5 separate regions of the Mus musculus genome follow, and regions 2, 3, 4 and 5 are each linked to region 1. The links are chromatin contacts, called in public promoter capture Hi-C maps. All regions are on one chromosome and are shown on one strand. The core of a region is the stretch at or near the end of the contact, and the rest is flanking DNA. Distances in the headings are between cores, read along the strand shown. Region 1 holds the start of Prkab2 (protein kinase, AMP-activated, beta 2 non-catalytic subunit). Region 2 holds the start of Cgn (cingulin). Region 3 holds the start of Rfx5 (regulatory factor X, 5 (influences HLA class II expression)). Region 4 holds the start of Pi4kb (phosphatidylinositol 4-kinase beta). Region 5 holds the start of Lysmd1 (LysM, putative peptidoglycan-binding, domain containing 1).

Region 1 (2,895 bases), core at 116-2,615:
CCTCTGCCTCTCAAGTCCTGGGATTAAAGATGTGCCACCATGCCCGGCTCAGTTCCCTTTTTTTATTCCACTGCTTTTAACTACCTCGTGATCTGAAGTGGCTGCTGGAGCTCTGGCCATTCTATGGACACCCTATACACAAAGAAAGAGAAACGGAGAAATTCTACTTACCATTTCCCCCTATCTATCTATTAGGGAGGCTAAGAAATGCATCTCTGTGGAGACAGACAACATCCTAAGGTTAGAGTCAGTGCTTCAGTAAAGAGGAAGGAAATCAATGTTAAGGTAGACCTCCAACTCTCTTTGCTACCTCACTGTTCCTTTTGAGTAATTACTTTCATTGTTTAAAATGTTAATCTATGTTTGAGTGTTTTGCCTACATGTTTGTATGTGCACCTGAAGGTGTTGTAGCGCCTGGAACAGATGATTATGAGCCACCTTGTAGGTGCTGGGACCAAACCCGGGTCCTCTAAAAGAACAGTAAGGGCTCTTAACCACTGAACCATCTCATCAGGGTTTATGACTTCTAATGGCTTTATGGTCGGCCTCATCTCACCGATCTACACACTTGTCTAAGATTCTGCCAGTGCTAATGACTGCAAGACCACTGAAACCTCAGTGGCAGACACGCTACTCTCACAGGACACCTCTCACTGTCTCAGCTCACTCAGTCTCTCCTGTGTCCAGAGTTCTTTGACCCCACTGGGCCCTCCATCAGCCTATTTTATCTTCACTTCCAGCCGACTGGTTTCAAAACGCTAGTCCAATAGTATATTCCCAGCCTACCTGTGCTCTCACTCATTAGCTGTTTGCATTAATCCACACAGCTAATCACAGTAACAGAAAACACCGCTTTGATGAGTTTGGGCATCACATAGAAGTAAGTCTTCTGCAGTAACTGCCATCACGTGTCTAGTCAATTCTCTGTCCTACTTTTTATTTCATGCCTCCTGGGACAACTAAAAAGGTTGCTTGGTAGAGGCGTACGCGGAATATGAAAATGTGGATCCACTATGCACCGCTGTCCAGTCGTTTGAGGTGATCCTGTTAAAAGTGCAGATTCTAATTCTGTACCTAGGGCACGGGGAGGCCTCGGATTCGGCTTTTCTAATAACCGCGTGCCCCATGGATAGACAAACTGCTTAGGAAGACAAGACGCCCCACTATCAAGCCCTGGGCGGACAGTTCACAGCCCTAATCCCGACCCGGACCCCACCCTCGGCCCCGCCCCAAGCCGGAGCTGCGCACGCACCCACCACAGAGGCGGTGCTGGTGGCTAGAGAGGCAGGCGACCCAGGCTGAGGAGGGGGCGGGGCTGGAGCGCAGGGGGCGGAACAAGAGGCTCGGTGGGCGGGGCCAGAGGCAGAGGCGGTACCTCGTCGCGGGCCTTGTAGCCATTTTAGGAGGAAACCCGGTTCGCTGGTTTGGGGCGCGGCTTCAATTTCAATAACTTTATTGGTCTCCTTGTACGCCGAACAGCCGGCGTGCGTGTAGCCACGCGAGCCCGGAGCGCATCGCCCGAGGTGAGCGGCGTGGGGGGTGTGCGGGACCGGGGCTGTGGGGCAGCGAGGGCTCCCGGAGCCGGTTCTCCGAGCCGAGGCGTCCGTGAAGCGGGTAAGGGAGGGGACCCCGGGCGCGGTCCCCTGCGGCGGGGATTCCCTTCCCGGGCGCAGGGGCGGGGCCGGGGCGCCCCTGACGCAGCCGCGGGGGTGTTCCCCGCCTGGTGTCATTCCCCGCGGCAGGTTGCCCCCGACTCGAGCTGCAGCCATGGGAAACACTACCAGCGAGCGGGTGTCCGGGGAGCGCCACGGAGCCAAAGCTGCTCGAGCTGAGGGCGGCGGCCATGGCCCGGGAAAGGAGCACAAGATCATGGTGGGGAGCACGGACGACCCCAGCGTCTTCAGCCTGCCCGACTCCAAGGTGAGGTAGCGGGGCTGCCGGCAGCTCCGCCCTTCTTGGTTCTTCCTCCTCATTCTCAAGGGTTATGGGCTTTTTAACTAGAAGGCTATTCCGCGGATAGAGATGCTGGGTGCTAATTCCTCCTAGATACTACCTCAAATTAGGATAGGGGCGCGGAGTTGTTTTCCTGCTGCTCAGAGTAATCTGTGGGCCAACCTTTTAGGACGAGTACCAAAAACCCATCCCCTGCCAGCCCCATCCTTGGATCTACGTGCAGGTTGCCCTCTTCCAGAGCTTGCAGGATGTATAGGTTGTGAGCGCGGGTGGAAACTTCGGAGGGTGCGTTGTCTGAGCTATTGAAAAGGGCTCAGTTTCTCACATTGGCCTCAAGATAGCTAGATGACTTCTCCCTGAAAATGTCTCTGTGTAGGTCTCCTTCTTGCTCTCTCTTACGTGTTCTGCATCACCTCTTCGATCCTCGTCCACCTTTGTATGGCTCTGAGCTGCCATCAGTTGATTACTTGAATACTTTCCCCTAGTCTTGGGGATCCATATAGGACATCATTTGGTTAATGGCTCAGATCTTTTTTTGAAACGTGCCGTTTTAAAATGTAGCTGTGAGCTTTGCACAGGAGAGCAAGTCACTTTACTTCACTCCTCAGAAGTACTTCAAAACGTTGCCCGGGGCTCAAAACCACCCTCTACTGACCTGAAGCCTTAGCTCTCAATTCCATAGACTTGGAGCCAGAGGCCACTTTTGGTCACTCAAAAGAAGAGCCAGATGGAGCTGACAGCAGTGTGATTGCTACCCTAATGTTCCTAATCACTTAGAAATGTCAGCATTAAATACATGTAATTTCTCCCGGTAGACTTTCTGGAGTGAAAAAGAAAACCCGGCCCTTGGGGATGGGGTGGGGTGGTGGACATTTATCACTTCCCAGTGAACTGAGGCTTAGGATAACAGAGTTTTATTTGCCACTTTGATGGCACATGAAA
Region 2 (2,895 bases), core at 240-2,739, 2.9 Mb before region 1:
AAGTCCCCTAGTCTTTTGGTCTCCTAGGGAGTTCTGCCTATGTTTCTGCACCACTAGTAAGTACTCTAGTCTATCAAAGATCGTGAATCAAGGATGCCAACTAGGATTTCAGGGAATCAAGAGGATTCTGGGAAGGGTCAAGGAAATTAGCTGCACTTCCAGATCTCACCAGTGTCCCCCAATCTAGAACTAGAGAAAAAGAAGGAAATATAGGGCTGGAGAGATGGCTCAGCGGTTAAGACTGTTCTTCCAAAGGTCCTGAGTTCAAATCCCAGCAACCACATGGTGGCTCACAACCTTCTGTACAGCTACAGTATACTCATATACATAAAATAAATAAATAAATAAATCTTTTTAAAAAATATACAAAGAGACTACTTTGTAACAGAAAAAAAGAAGGAAATATGTATTTGCTGGAAGGAAAAATTTTTACATCAGCCTCAAGAAAGAAGACTATTTCTAGGTGGGTGTGGTGATATGAACCTGTAATCCAGGCACTGGGAGCGGAAGGCAGCCCACCAGTTCAAGGTCAGCCTCAGCTGTACAGCAAGTTCAAGTCCAGCATGGGCTATGGCAAATTCAAGGCCAGCATGGGCCATATGAAACCCAGTATCAATCCTCGTTTCACATCCCCGAGAAAGCAAACATTTTCAGCTAGTATGTGGGTCGAGGGATTTATGCTTCTCCATTCCCATTCCCCTCTCTTGTAGAATACACACAGTTCTTTCTAGAGGAAGAAGGAAAAAATTTCCCTGGCATGAAAGCAAAGAAAGAAACAGCCTTAAATAATCTCACACCTAGGAAAGAGATGGGTGCCCTCGTATTCTGACCTTAGTGTCTTACTGGCAACTGCTTTCACCTGTAGGCAAATGGTCAGGGAATGACCCCACACCTCAGCATTTCCAAAGCCAGAAGGAGAGTGTCAGAGACCAGTAAGGACTGACGGGGGCGGGGAGGGGGTAGTTACCCCCAAAACCAGCACATGCGGATATCACCACTTCAGTCTCTGAACCTCTGGCGGCACTTCCATTTGCTCCAATAGGATGAACCCTCCCCCGCCCCCATGCTGGTCTCCAAGAGAAATTCTGCCCCAAGGGCTGGCGCCTGACCTCCAGAGATTGTAGCGCTGAAATGCATGCATGCCCTGGGAATAACCTAACCCTCAGGTGCCTCACACCTGGCACCTTCCCAGCCACTCGCTTCTGACACCGTGGAGTAGGGGTTAGCTCTTAGCTCTGCCACCGCACTCTGACCGCCCTTCCTGCTAAACTCAGCACCTGTGCCCAGGAGGAGGGCATTTGATGCCTCTACTCCGGCCCTCGAGCATACTCCTGAGGACCCACTCGCATCGCAGGTGTCCTCGCTCCAGACAGATTCACTCACCCCGGTCCAGATCAGTGCTCCCGGATTCACACACCCCGCAGGGGATCGCGCTCCGACCAGCCGAGCTACACGCGCTGCTGCAGCCCAGCCCCTCCGAGCTCTGAGCTCCCTCCTTTCCCCCGCCCACCAACCTGTTACTCCCCAGGAGCTCCGCCCCATTGGCCGTCACCTCCCGCCCCGCCTCACCCCTTCTTCTATTGGTCAGTTTCCCGCAAGGGGCGGAGCAGACACCGCGGGAACCCAGAACCGGGGTCCCCAGCCCGGTGGACGGGAGGGGCGGTGGGGTCACGTGGACTGGTGGGGCGAGGGCGGGGCACCGGGGGACCTAAGAGGCCATTTTGGGGGCGTCGGGGCTCTGCGGACCCGCGTAGCTTAGCGCCAGAGCATCCCCTGGGTTCTGTGGGAAGTGCCTTCCTCGTGCTCTTCTCAAAGCAAATCTCGGTTCACAGCCCTTTCTGCCCTTCATCTGCCTCCGCATAAGCCAGAATACAGTTCTGTCGCTTTCCGCAGAAAATTTCTTCGTAGTCTCCCGATGTCAGCGCGTTCTGCATCTCTGCTCGCCTGCCTTATCGGCAATCCGAACCAAAATCTCAGTCGTGGATTCTCATCCTCGGGCTCCTGGCCTCCATAATCATTTTGCACCCTTTTTCTTTGGAAGATGTAATCACCCAATTTACATCACCCTAAAAATCATTTTCATTTTATCTCCCTATGAAAATCTCGGCCAGAGCCGAGATCTTCATTTTCTTTTGTTTTGTACGCTTCATCTCAAACGCCTATAACAGAGGTCAGCACATAGTTGGCTCTTAATAAAATGTGTAGAATGAATGACTTGGGAACCGAGTGCTGTAAATTTACACGCATCAGAATAAGCTTTATAAGCAGAAAGGAGCTCAACTACAGATTGTAAATCCATCTTTTCTGAAAGCCTGTCAAGTAGGGCTTTTGGTCCCACTACACCGAAAAGACTCTGGGGTGCTTTGCGTGCAGACTGAGGCAGGTAACATTAAAGCTGGCTCCTAGTGTCAATCGCTGAGGTATGTTAAAAGAAGATTGGCTTAGCTTACCTTGCTGGCCTCTGAATAGTTCTCTCCTTTATTTGTTCAGTAAATATTTATTGTAATATATTTAGATTTGAAGAGGAATCTTCCCTACAGCCAGCATTTCTGTGGCGTTAGCTGGAGATCATTCCCTTCCCCTCCCCCAGCCTTCAGATGCTGGGCGTGGACCCTGGAGGGGAAAGTCCACCTACCTGTTCTGTAGCTGGGTTGCTAGGTCTCCGCATTCCATGAGAAGCCTTCTATGAGGGATACAGCCCTTAAGGAGGAACAAGGAGGGAGGGAGAGAGAGGGAGAGAGAGGGGGAGAGAGAGCGAGAGAGAGAGAGAGAGAGAGAGAGAGAGAGAGAGAGAGAGAGAGAGAGAGAGAGAGGAAATATGTGCGGTTTGGGCGACCTATTGCAGAGGTGGTGTCCCTTCTGGGTCAGGTTACTTTTACACCAAAGAGTGGTCTG
Region 3 (2,895 bases), core at 182-2,681, 2.7 Mb before region 1:
TTTTCATCACGATTTCAACAAATCTTAACAAAGAGGGTTAAGCACCTGAAGGGAAAAGTTATCACAGTACTAAATTCTTTTTTCCTCTACTTGACCAAAATTCCAGTGTTCACCACCAAGCAGGGAACTCCAGGAGTGTGCCCCCTAGGAAGGAGATGAAGTACACCCAGGAAACGGAAACATGAATAGGCAAAGGTGGGCAAGGAGAAAATACAGAGGAGGACTAGAGGCTCAACAGACAGGCTTTATTCTAGAGCATACCTGCAGAGGGGGTGGGGCCAAGTGTCTAAAGTGGAAGGACCATACCATTTCCTTTTGTGTCAGCAGTTGCTATGGGTAGCGAGACAGACAGGGTCAGGCAACCAATAAACATCTCCTGTGGTTTACCCAGGTAGGAGGGGTAGGGTGAGGAGAAATCTGGAAAATGAGTTGGCATTAGCTTTGGCTTAACTAGAACGGAGGCACTTTATAAAATGGCGATACCACGGCTAACAACAGAGAAAAAAACATTTTCTCTTAATGTGGTACAGCTGCTAAGGATTTGCAGATTCTTTGTGGAATGAGGGGAAGCCTGCAATCCTAGAGGCTGTTGGCCACAGGGATGGGTAAGCAAAGAGGGAAGGACGAATGGTTCAACTTGTGTTATTTTATTTTATTAAAGTTACAGGACTTTATAACGAATTTCCATCAGTAGACATCATTTTCTAGCAAAAATTTAAAAATATCACCTACTGATTATTTCGGACAGCTCTGACAACCAAAGGCAACAATCAAACATGGTAGCTATCTGTGGCCATTCCATTTTGTAAAGCTCCCCAATTTTGTTTAAACAGAGTTCCTGAAACCTAAGAAATTTGGTTCTCACAACCAAAGTAACTTGCTTTTATAGATTCGTGCTTTCCACGTCCTTATCGACGCCCCAGTAATAGAGTTGTTTGGCTTTTTTTTAATCAAACCTTCTTACATTTTTAACTCATCTTATTCCCCAGCTACAACTAGCCAATCACTTTCCTACCCTGTAACTCCTGTCTGTGGTTCTTGGATCCTAGACGGCATCTACGTAAATCTTCCCAAGTAAAGCCCGCGGTCGATCCCTTATCCTCTTCTCGCTGATTTTACAACGCACAGGATCAGAAAGCAAAAGACCAGATGCTCCAGAAGCAGCCAAGCGCCCGGGCTTTCATCCTGCGGTCCCTTTAAGAACAGAACCCTTTCCGGGCCCGCAGACCTAACCGACCCCAGTTTTAACCGAAACCAACCTGGACTTCCCCCTCTTGACTCAAATAAGACTAACTTTGGATTTTCCCTCCCCTCTCGACCAATCATATTCTGTTACCAGGCAGACTTTCACTGCCTTCGTCTTGGAGGCAGCAACGGCCAATCACAGAGCAGGCCGTGCGTGTATCCAGGCAGATCGCGGCTGGCATAACCATTCAGAAAAAGGAAAAATAAAAGCAACGCACGAGCCCGCCGGCTGGGCACCGTGGGGCTGGGCAGGAGCTGAGGTAGCCACAGGGTAGTTTCTCTTTCTCTCTCACCTATCTAATGTCCGTGCTGGAAGGCGACGGTTCCGAGGTAGGAGGGGCAACAGCACTCCGGAGCTAGCAGGACCAGCTCCTTGCCCCTGCGCACGTGCCCGAATCTGGGACCCTGTTCCCCGCAGGGTTTCCTGCGCCCAGCCCCCTGAGTTCGGAGACCTAGCCCAGCACCTGGGGTTGGGGTGGAGGGGCCCGAGGGGAGTGGGGACGCTTCGGAGTGGGATGTCGTGGGATGACGTAGGGTCCGCGCCGCGGCGAGGGGGGCAGCGGGGGAAGCCGTGGCGAGACTCAGTAATGAGAACTTGGGCCCAGTTTTTTTCAAACCTGGAAAGGCCGAGTATGTTTGTATCCCTTCCGACCTTCCAGGCAAAATCAATGGCGAGGAGTCTATTAGAGGATCGGAGAACTTTGACTTGTCGTTATAGGTGTTGAGGGGGGGCGGCTGGAGGGGCTTGGGGGGGGGGGGGCTGGAGGTGTTGCAGCACTGGGAGAAATTGTAAGATTTCTTTTAACGTGGACTTCTCCACCCCTATCCCTTCCCATAACAGTTTTCCAGATTTGGGAGACTTCAAAAGGTGGGACATATAGAATGGAGATGTCAGAGATCTCTTTGGGTATACAAGGGCCTGATAAAGTAACAGAATAATTCTAATTTTAGAGAAGGCAAGTGGTGTGGAAAACCACTGGAGGAAGCTTTGCTTCTGTTTGTATTTCTGGGTAGAGACAGGAGGACTGCCTTGGGGTCTCTAGGAGAAAGGAAGCTTGGTAGTAGTTAAATCCTCAGCGATCTCCTCTCTCAGCTGTAGCCCTCATGCTGGGATGGCAGAAGATAAACCTGATGCTAAGAGCCCCAAGACTGGGGCAAGGCCCCAAGGTGGTGCTGACGCTGGAGAACCTACCACCCTCCTCCAAAGGCTCCGAGGTACCATTTCGTAAGTAATTGTCTCTGTCTCCAAACCCTGTTCCAGACCCAGCTGTAGATCCTTGTTGCCCTGCACTCCTTCCTCAGGCAAGTGTTTCAGAGCAGGCAGGCTGAGGTCTGTGGTCCGTAGCTGTTTGGTCCTTTTTCTGTCTCTAGCAGTCAGACAAAGGGATGGGGAAACCTTGTGACCTCCAGCTTTCTCTTCTTCTCCACAGCAAGGCCGTGCAGAACAAAGTAGAGGGAATTCTGGTAAGCATGCTGGGAAGGGACAATACAGGTGCCATCGCTGAAGGGTAAGGGTGATGTTGATGTGAGAGAATAAAGGTTCATGGGGGAGAGGCGGTGCTGTCCACGTGTGAGGATCATACTTTATCCTTCTGTGACCTATGTAGGAGATGAAATCAGACCCAGCCCCTTGCCCTTTCTCCCGTTCTC
Region 4 (2,895 bases), core at 272-2,771, 2.7 Mb before region 1:
ATCTCAATCTTACCTCTATGAATGTTTTTCTGTCGTGTATGTATGTATCCAGTACCCACAGAGGTCAGAAGATGGCATTGGACCCCCTGGGAGTGAACCGGGGTCCTCTGCAAGAGCAACAGTACTAAACCACTGAGCCAAATTCTCAGCCCTTTGTCTTCAGCTTTAGCTTTTTATCTGCCTCCCAGTTAAATACGGAAGCAGGGGCATGGTTCACTCACCATTTGTCTGTTTCAATAACAGACATGTAGTACTATAACCCATACTTTCTTGATCCCCTCCCCCAAACCTTAGAAAATGTTATTACATCAGATACTACTGTTGTTAATGTAGTGCTATAATAATATTGTCAATATTATTATACAGAAGTTGAGGGTTAGTCCAGCTTGGGGGCATGTGGATATATTCCCACATGTTCCACAGGCCAGTGGCTTGAGCCAAGGAATATCACAAGCAGCCTGGGAAAAATAGACTGTCTCTAAAAAGGGAAAGAGGATAGGAAGGAAGCTAGAGAAGAAAGGGAAAGAAAAAAAAAGGAAACAAAGATCTCAAATCAGCTTATAAGTGCAATGAAGATGTCACCCAAGAGCTAGGCTCAACCCGTAGAATATTAAGAACCTACCCGCCTGCAGTGGTGGCACACGTCTTTAGGCGTAGCACTTGGGAAGCAGAGGTCGACAGATTTCTAAGTTCAAGGCCAGCCTGGTCTACACAGTGAGTTCCAGGACAGCCAGGGCTACACAGAGAAACCCTGTCAAACAAACCTACCCTTACAAGGGGCCTAAGATACTAAGAAAAGTCCCAGGAAAAGCGTTGGGACAGTGATTGTGGGGGGGGGGGGAGGGGTCTATGAGGCCTGTCTCACATGATTTTGTAGCCTTCGGAAAAGGAATAAGCCAAACTTTTGTCATTTCACTCACTTTTCCTAAGCTGGCTTGTCCAGCCTCTGTTAAGGCTTTGGCAGCTGGGGTGACCTTGGAAGCAGCACCTTGTCCCAGAGTGATGGTGCGAAACAGTGAAAGATTGAGGCGGTTGGACTGGGCCATTCCTGAAGCTATAGGGGCAAACTCATGGCATCATCCTTAAAGATGAGTAGGAAGAGGGAAATGAAGGTGATTGTACTCCTTTTTTCGTCCCTTCTCTTTCTTGTCTGTTTTCTGGCCCTCCTGCATGGGTCCTACCGGCTGACTTACGAAAGAAATCCCGTAGGATAGGAGAGGGAGAAAAAAGCCACTGGTGGCAGTTACGGTAACTCAGTGGTTTACGCAAATGAATAGTTTATATATAATTTGCATGTTCATACACTTTTGGAAGTACATAAAATATCGGTACCTCCACGTCCCTCCACTGATCTTACCCACGCTACTTCCCTCTCGGCTTCCTTAGTAAAGCCTGTCTCTTAGGCCCGCCCTCAAACACAGGGCCCGCCTTCCCCCGTAAGCCCCTCCTCCCTGCCCCCCCTCCCTAGCTTCCAAAAGCTCTTCCCCGCCCCCTTTTCCTTTCTGAACAGGCGTGAGTCGGGCAGCTCACTCGACTCAGATTACGATGGCATCAGTAGTGTCCTGACACCGGGAAGCAGGAAAGCAATCTCCCGGAAGAAAGGCTCGGGCCCAGGGGACTCTTACATCGGAACCCGCCAAGGAATTGTTATTTTGTGTCCTGCTAGTGGGGTCCGGTCCAACTTGAAGTTGCGTGAAGGCCCCTTCAGGCGGCGCCGCGGGCAGCCCCGCAGCCGGGGCCTGGAGCAGCCGCCGCGGCCGCTGTCAGGGAAGCGCAGGCGGCCAATGGAACCCGGGAGCGGCCGCTGCTGCTGAGGCGGCGGTGTCGGCAGTCCGACCCCGACCGCCTGCACCCCCTCCGCGAGGGTTCCCCGGAGGTAAGCGGCTCCTCCCCCGTGAGTCGCCTTTGCCTGTGTGTGTGTGTGGGGGGGTCCTTCTGCCACCCTGTCCCGCCCAGCCTACCGCGACCTGGGTTCGACTACAAAACTGCCCCCCTGGTGGCAGCTGCACCCCGAGGTCCTTCACCCTTTCCTCTCGGGCCCGGGGTAGTCTTCTCTGCTTTCTGGCTTCCTCTTCAGTTTAGCCCCTCCCTCTGCCCCGTGGATTCCACCTCCCCACCAGCAGGACACACACTTCGTACCTCTGTTGCCTCTGTTCCGTAACTATCTTCCTAAGTCGTGAACCTTTTCCACATTTGACCCCTTCTACAATATCATCCATGTTTGCCTTCCTCGCCGTTTGTGTTTCTGCTCACAAGCCTCTTCCATGGACTCCGCCTTTATCCCTTTTCCTATTTTGCCCCACTCTTCCGAGTCTGTGCAATCTCAGCACAGAGTTCTCATTTCCCTCAGCTACAGATTGTATCCCTCTCTTCTGCTTCCAATTCCATGACCTCACCATGACCCACTCCCCCAGCTCCTGACTTCCAAGAATTGCCTATTCCCTTCTCCTTAAAGGATCTCAGACTACTGTCATCATACCCAGATACCATCCACTTTGACCTTAGTCCTCAACCCCTCTCTAGGGTGCCTGATGATACCTGAAGCTGTCTTTGGCTTCTCTTTCCCCTTTCTCAATCTCCAGCCCTCTGGAGGGCTTCCCGTAGGAGAAAGCTCTGCCGTGAACACCCCTACAGATAGTGATTTCCAACTTTTGACATTCTCTCCAGGGATTTCCAACTTTTGACATTCTCTCCAGGATTCGGCTGATGTTTGTCTCCCTCGGCTCTGTTTTCCCTGTGGTCTTTAAGTGTTCTCTATCATGCCTTTTATCTCCACATATGATTTCAGATCAGCTAAAGCTTGAACTAAGAAGATGTGAGAGGATGGGGAGCCACAGTTGTCTCAAGCTTTTCTGGACAGATGTGTGTTTCTGAAGGATGAAGCAACTTTTAAAG
Region 5 (2,895 bases), core at 160-2,659, 2.5 Mb before region 1:
AGCCATCTGTCCAGCCCCTACCATCATTTAAAAAAAATATTTCCACAAGATTATTATTTCTCAGAATACAATCTGGAGAGCAATAACTTTAAAGTCATCTATTTCCTTCTACCCTTTTCCACTCCTGGCTTTCCCATTCCACGGACCTGTGCTTCCTCCGGCAGCAACTGTTATAGTGGGGAGCTCTGTGTAGAGCATTCTGGGTGATGATTCGAGTCTGGGTTAGCAAAGGAGCCTGGTGATGAAGAGACAGAGTTAGAGCTGTTAGGAGCAAACGTTCCCTCAAGCCTGTTGTGTGAAGTATAGCCCTGTCTAAACCACACCTGATGCCCTCTCACCTCAGTTTTGCTTTCTGTCTTCAATTCGTTCTGCTGTCTTGGATTTTGCTCTGTTCCCTTGCCTGTTTGCTTTTTGCCATAGAAAAGCTTCAGACCTGAGAACAAAAGCAAGGAGGAATGAAAAGCACAATGCCTGGTGGCTTGCTCTCCATCTCCCGCCCTCCCCACTTCTCTGATACTTACTGGACAAATGCTTCTTGCCTGCACGGTGGGCTGTCAACATGGCCAGCGTGTCTAGTACTGGTCGATGGGGGCAGATGGCACAAGCAAAGCTAGGGAAACGAGAAGTGAATGATGTGTGTGGTGTGTGGTGTGTATGTTGTGTGTTCGAGAGCCTGCAGTCGGGGTGTTCTTGCTATGGTGAGTAGGTCCTACTTCTGTCAGAGTACTCCACCACCAACTCCCAGGTTTCCCGATCTCCACCCCTTACACTTCACTTCCAGCCAAAGAGTCCTATTATACTCCTGAACTCCTTAGTGACAAAAGTTTGTTGAGCCTTTGATCCCCGAATCCCCAGGCTTGATCCACTCTTCGCTCTCACCGTCCATCCCGCAGCATCAGTGCCTCGTCCTCAGGGATGTAACTAGCCAGCAGGTCCCCAACTCTCCGTTTCTGCAGGGAGCAGGATAGGAGAAATGAGTAAGAGGGACGGATGGAAATGAAATAGTATGGATAAGGAGTCAAATGGCACACGGGGCTATGCAGATCATAGGGTAGTAGGGGTCACCACTCAGTTCTGGTCCCCTAAGCCCTCCCCTAGATGTCGCCAGAGCAACAAAACAAAACAACAGGGCGGCTGAAGGTGATCAGACTCTCACTAAGGCTTACTTTGAGCACATTGAGTTGACTCCAGTCGTCCCCTTCCCTCTTAAAAGACATAGCGACTGTGAGACTACGATAAATTCCCCTACGCCTACTTCGCTGCTCCTTTAGGCCACCGTAGAAAGAGTACACTATCGCCTTCTCTGCTTCCGGTTTCTTTCTTGTTGAATCTGTACTTCCGGGGATGATGTTCCACGCTTGCGTCGCGCGAACCGGAAGACCCGCCTCCAGCGCCCTGAGGGGGCCTGCATTTCCTACAATACTTTGAGACGCTGTGCCTTTTGGGAAATGAAGTCTTTTGGTTATTTATTTTATTTTTTTATTTTTTTGAAGAGCACACTGCTCACCTGGACACAGGACCTCACATCTCGAAGGATCCAGGTGTTCGGAGACTCAAGATCCTGTATGTGGAGCCGGAATTTCAGGGTGGGACCTTCCTGATGTGGAGCGAGGCGTCAGGGATCTCAGTGGACTATATACTACAAACTCTTGCTGTCCTCAGGCTCGTACTCCTCAGCCACAACCTACCTGGGGTGGGCCTTATTTGGAACAGAGAGGATGTGGGAGCACCCGGCATCCCGACTGTTGGATGTGGGGATACACTGAGGGAAGAGTGTTGATGAGGGTGTCTAGGGTTCAAAGGTCAGAGATCAGGCTTGCGAGGAGTTGGGGAGGGGGCGTCGAAAGTCAACCGGGTCAGCGACTGACAGCTCAGGGAAGATACTTATGGGTAAGGAGCTCGTGGAAAGAGAAATGTAACCGGCCTGGCAGACTTCTTAAGAGACGGACAGTAACTCCAGGCACGGCAAGAAGCAGCAAGAGGAGGACGACGAATGTAGTCTCTCGAGAGTCGGGAGACTGTAGAGAGACGAGAGAAGAGAAAACGAATTATCTGAATATCCATTCCTTGGGTTCGGCCGTCACTGTTACTTAGCTGGGCTTCCCTCAGTTGTGACCCTAGGTCTTGACAGTGAGGAGATGGCTTCTCCCTCTAGACAGCCTCCCCTCGGGGGGTCAGGGCTGCTGCATGGGAGCCGTGCTCGTTCTTATGGAAGCCTGGTACAATCATCCTGCTCCCCAGTGAGGGAAAGACGCCTGGAGCATCAATTGGAGCCTGGAGACACCCTGGCTGGATTAGCACTCAAATACGGGGTAACGGTGAGTCTTCCAGAATTGAGATAGTCCCGAGAAAGTGGGTGGCCCGCTAAGATGCCCCCTCTCACATTATTTAAATTCTATTATGGTCTGTTTTTTTTCTTCCTTATTTTGCTTTCACATCTCAGCAGAGCACTGTTGGGACAGATCTGCCCAACTATCCCAGTGGGAGGAGCAACTCCTGTAGATGGTGAGGGAGGTGGGTGAGTGGGGGCGGGGCTTACAGCCATTAACTGGACTTGTGTCCCTATCAACTTAAGACTGATAAACCAGTTTGATCAAGGTCGAATCACTTAAGTGTCAGAGTAAGGTTTCTGTCTGACTCTAAAGCCGGTACTATTAGCCATGCGGGGGTGGGGTAGGGGTGGGGGTGGGGATGTAGAGACTGGTAAGGAAGAGCTGACTTTTACTAGCACTCTGAAGGTGCCCATTTGTAGTTCTTATTTCCACCCCAAGGCTCTGTTTTCTTTGTGCAGAGGCACAAAACAAGTCCCCTCTACATACTTCAAGTGTTTCAGGTCATCTTTAGGAGAGGTTTGATGGGCATAAAAAATATCTTGCATTAAAGTTGCAGCCTTCC

The links. Promoter capture Hi-C pulls out the DNA fragments that hold promoters and counts their contacts. Capture Hi-C pulls out chosen DNA fragments and counts their contacts.
Region 2: a promoter capture Hi-C map of hippocampal neurons shows a contact between it and region 1, with 3 times the contacts expected there. The contact joins the promoter of Cgn here to the promoter of Prkab2 in region 1. A contact is called at or near these places in 3 of 39 promoter capture datasets (hippocampal neurons, liver and pre-B cells).
Region 3: a promoter capture Hi-C map of liver shows a contact between it and region 1, with 4 times the contacts expected there. The contact joins the promoter of Rfx5 here to the promoter of Prkab2 in region 1. A contact is called at or near these places in 3 of 39 promoter capture datasets (hippocampal neurons, liver and pre-B cells) and 1 of 9 other capture datasets (liver).
Region 4: a contact with region 1 is called in a promoter capture Hi-C map of pre-B cells, with 3 times the contacts expected there. The contact joins the promoter of Pi4kb here to the promoter of Prkab2 in region 1. A contact is called at or near these places in 1 of 39 promoter capture datasets (pre-B cells) and 1 of 9 other capture datasets (adipose tissue).
Region 5: a contact with region 1 is called in a promoter capture Hi-C map of pre-B cells, with 4 times the contacts expected there. The contact joins the promoter of Lysmd1 here to the promoter of Prkab2 in region 1. A contact is called at or near these places in 2 of 39 promoter capture datasets (hippocampal neurons and pre-B cells).

The regions. Positions count from the first base shown.
Region 1 is chr3:97,656,847-97,659,741 of GRCm38.p6, forward strand. Prkab2 (protein kinase, AMP-activated, beta 2 non-catalytic subunit) reads left to right here and starts at 1,366. Exons shown (of 8, transcript NM_182997.2): 1 at 1,366-1,523; 2 at 1,743-1,920. The coding sequence starts at 1,768.
Region 2 is chr3:94,784,993-94,787,887 of GRCm38.p6, forward strand. Cgn (cingulin) reads right to left here and starts at 1,490. Exons shown (of 21, transcript NM_001037711.3): 1 at 1,384-1,490.
Region 3 is chr3:94,952,677-94,955,571 of GRCm38.p6, forward strand. It overlaps Rfx5 (regulatory factor X, 5 (influences HLA class II expression)), which reads left to right and starts at 1,432. Exons shown (of 10, transcript NM_017395.3): 1 at 1,432-1,575; 2 at 2,339-2,470; 3 at 2,676-2,709. The coding sequence starts at 2,358.
Region 4 is chr3:94,973,210-94,976,104 of GRCm38.p6, forward strand. It overlaps Pi4kb (phosphatidylinositol 4-kinase beta), which reads left to right and starts at 1,522. Exons shown (of 11, transcript NM_175356.3): 1 at 1,522-1,876. B230398E01Rik (a long non-coding RNA gene) reads right to left here. Exons shown (of 4, transcript XR_003954666.1): 2 at 2,140-2,895.
Region 5 is chr3:95,132,679-95,135,573 of GRCm38.p6, forward strand. Lysmd1 (LysM, putative peptidoglycan-binding, domain containing 1) reads left to right here and starts at 1,410. Exons shown (of 3, transcript NM_153121.2): 1 at 1,410-2,318. The coding sequence starts at 2,139. Scnm1 (sodium channel modifier 1) reads right to left here and starts at 1,334. Exons shown (of 7, transcript NM_027013.2): 1 at 1,167-1,334; 2 at 880-950; 3 at 522-610; 4 at 339-433; 5 at 147-235. The coding sequence starts at 1,217.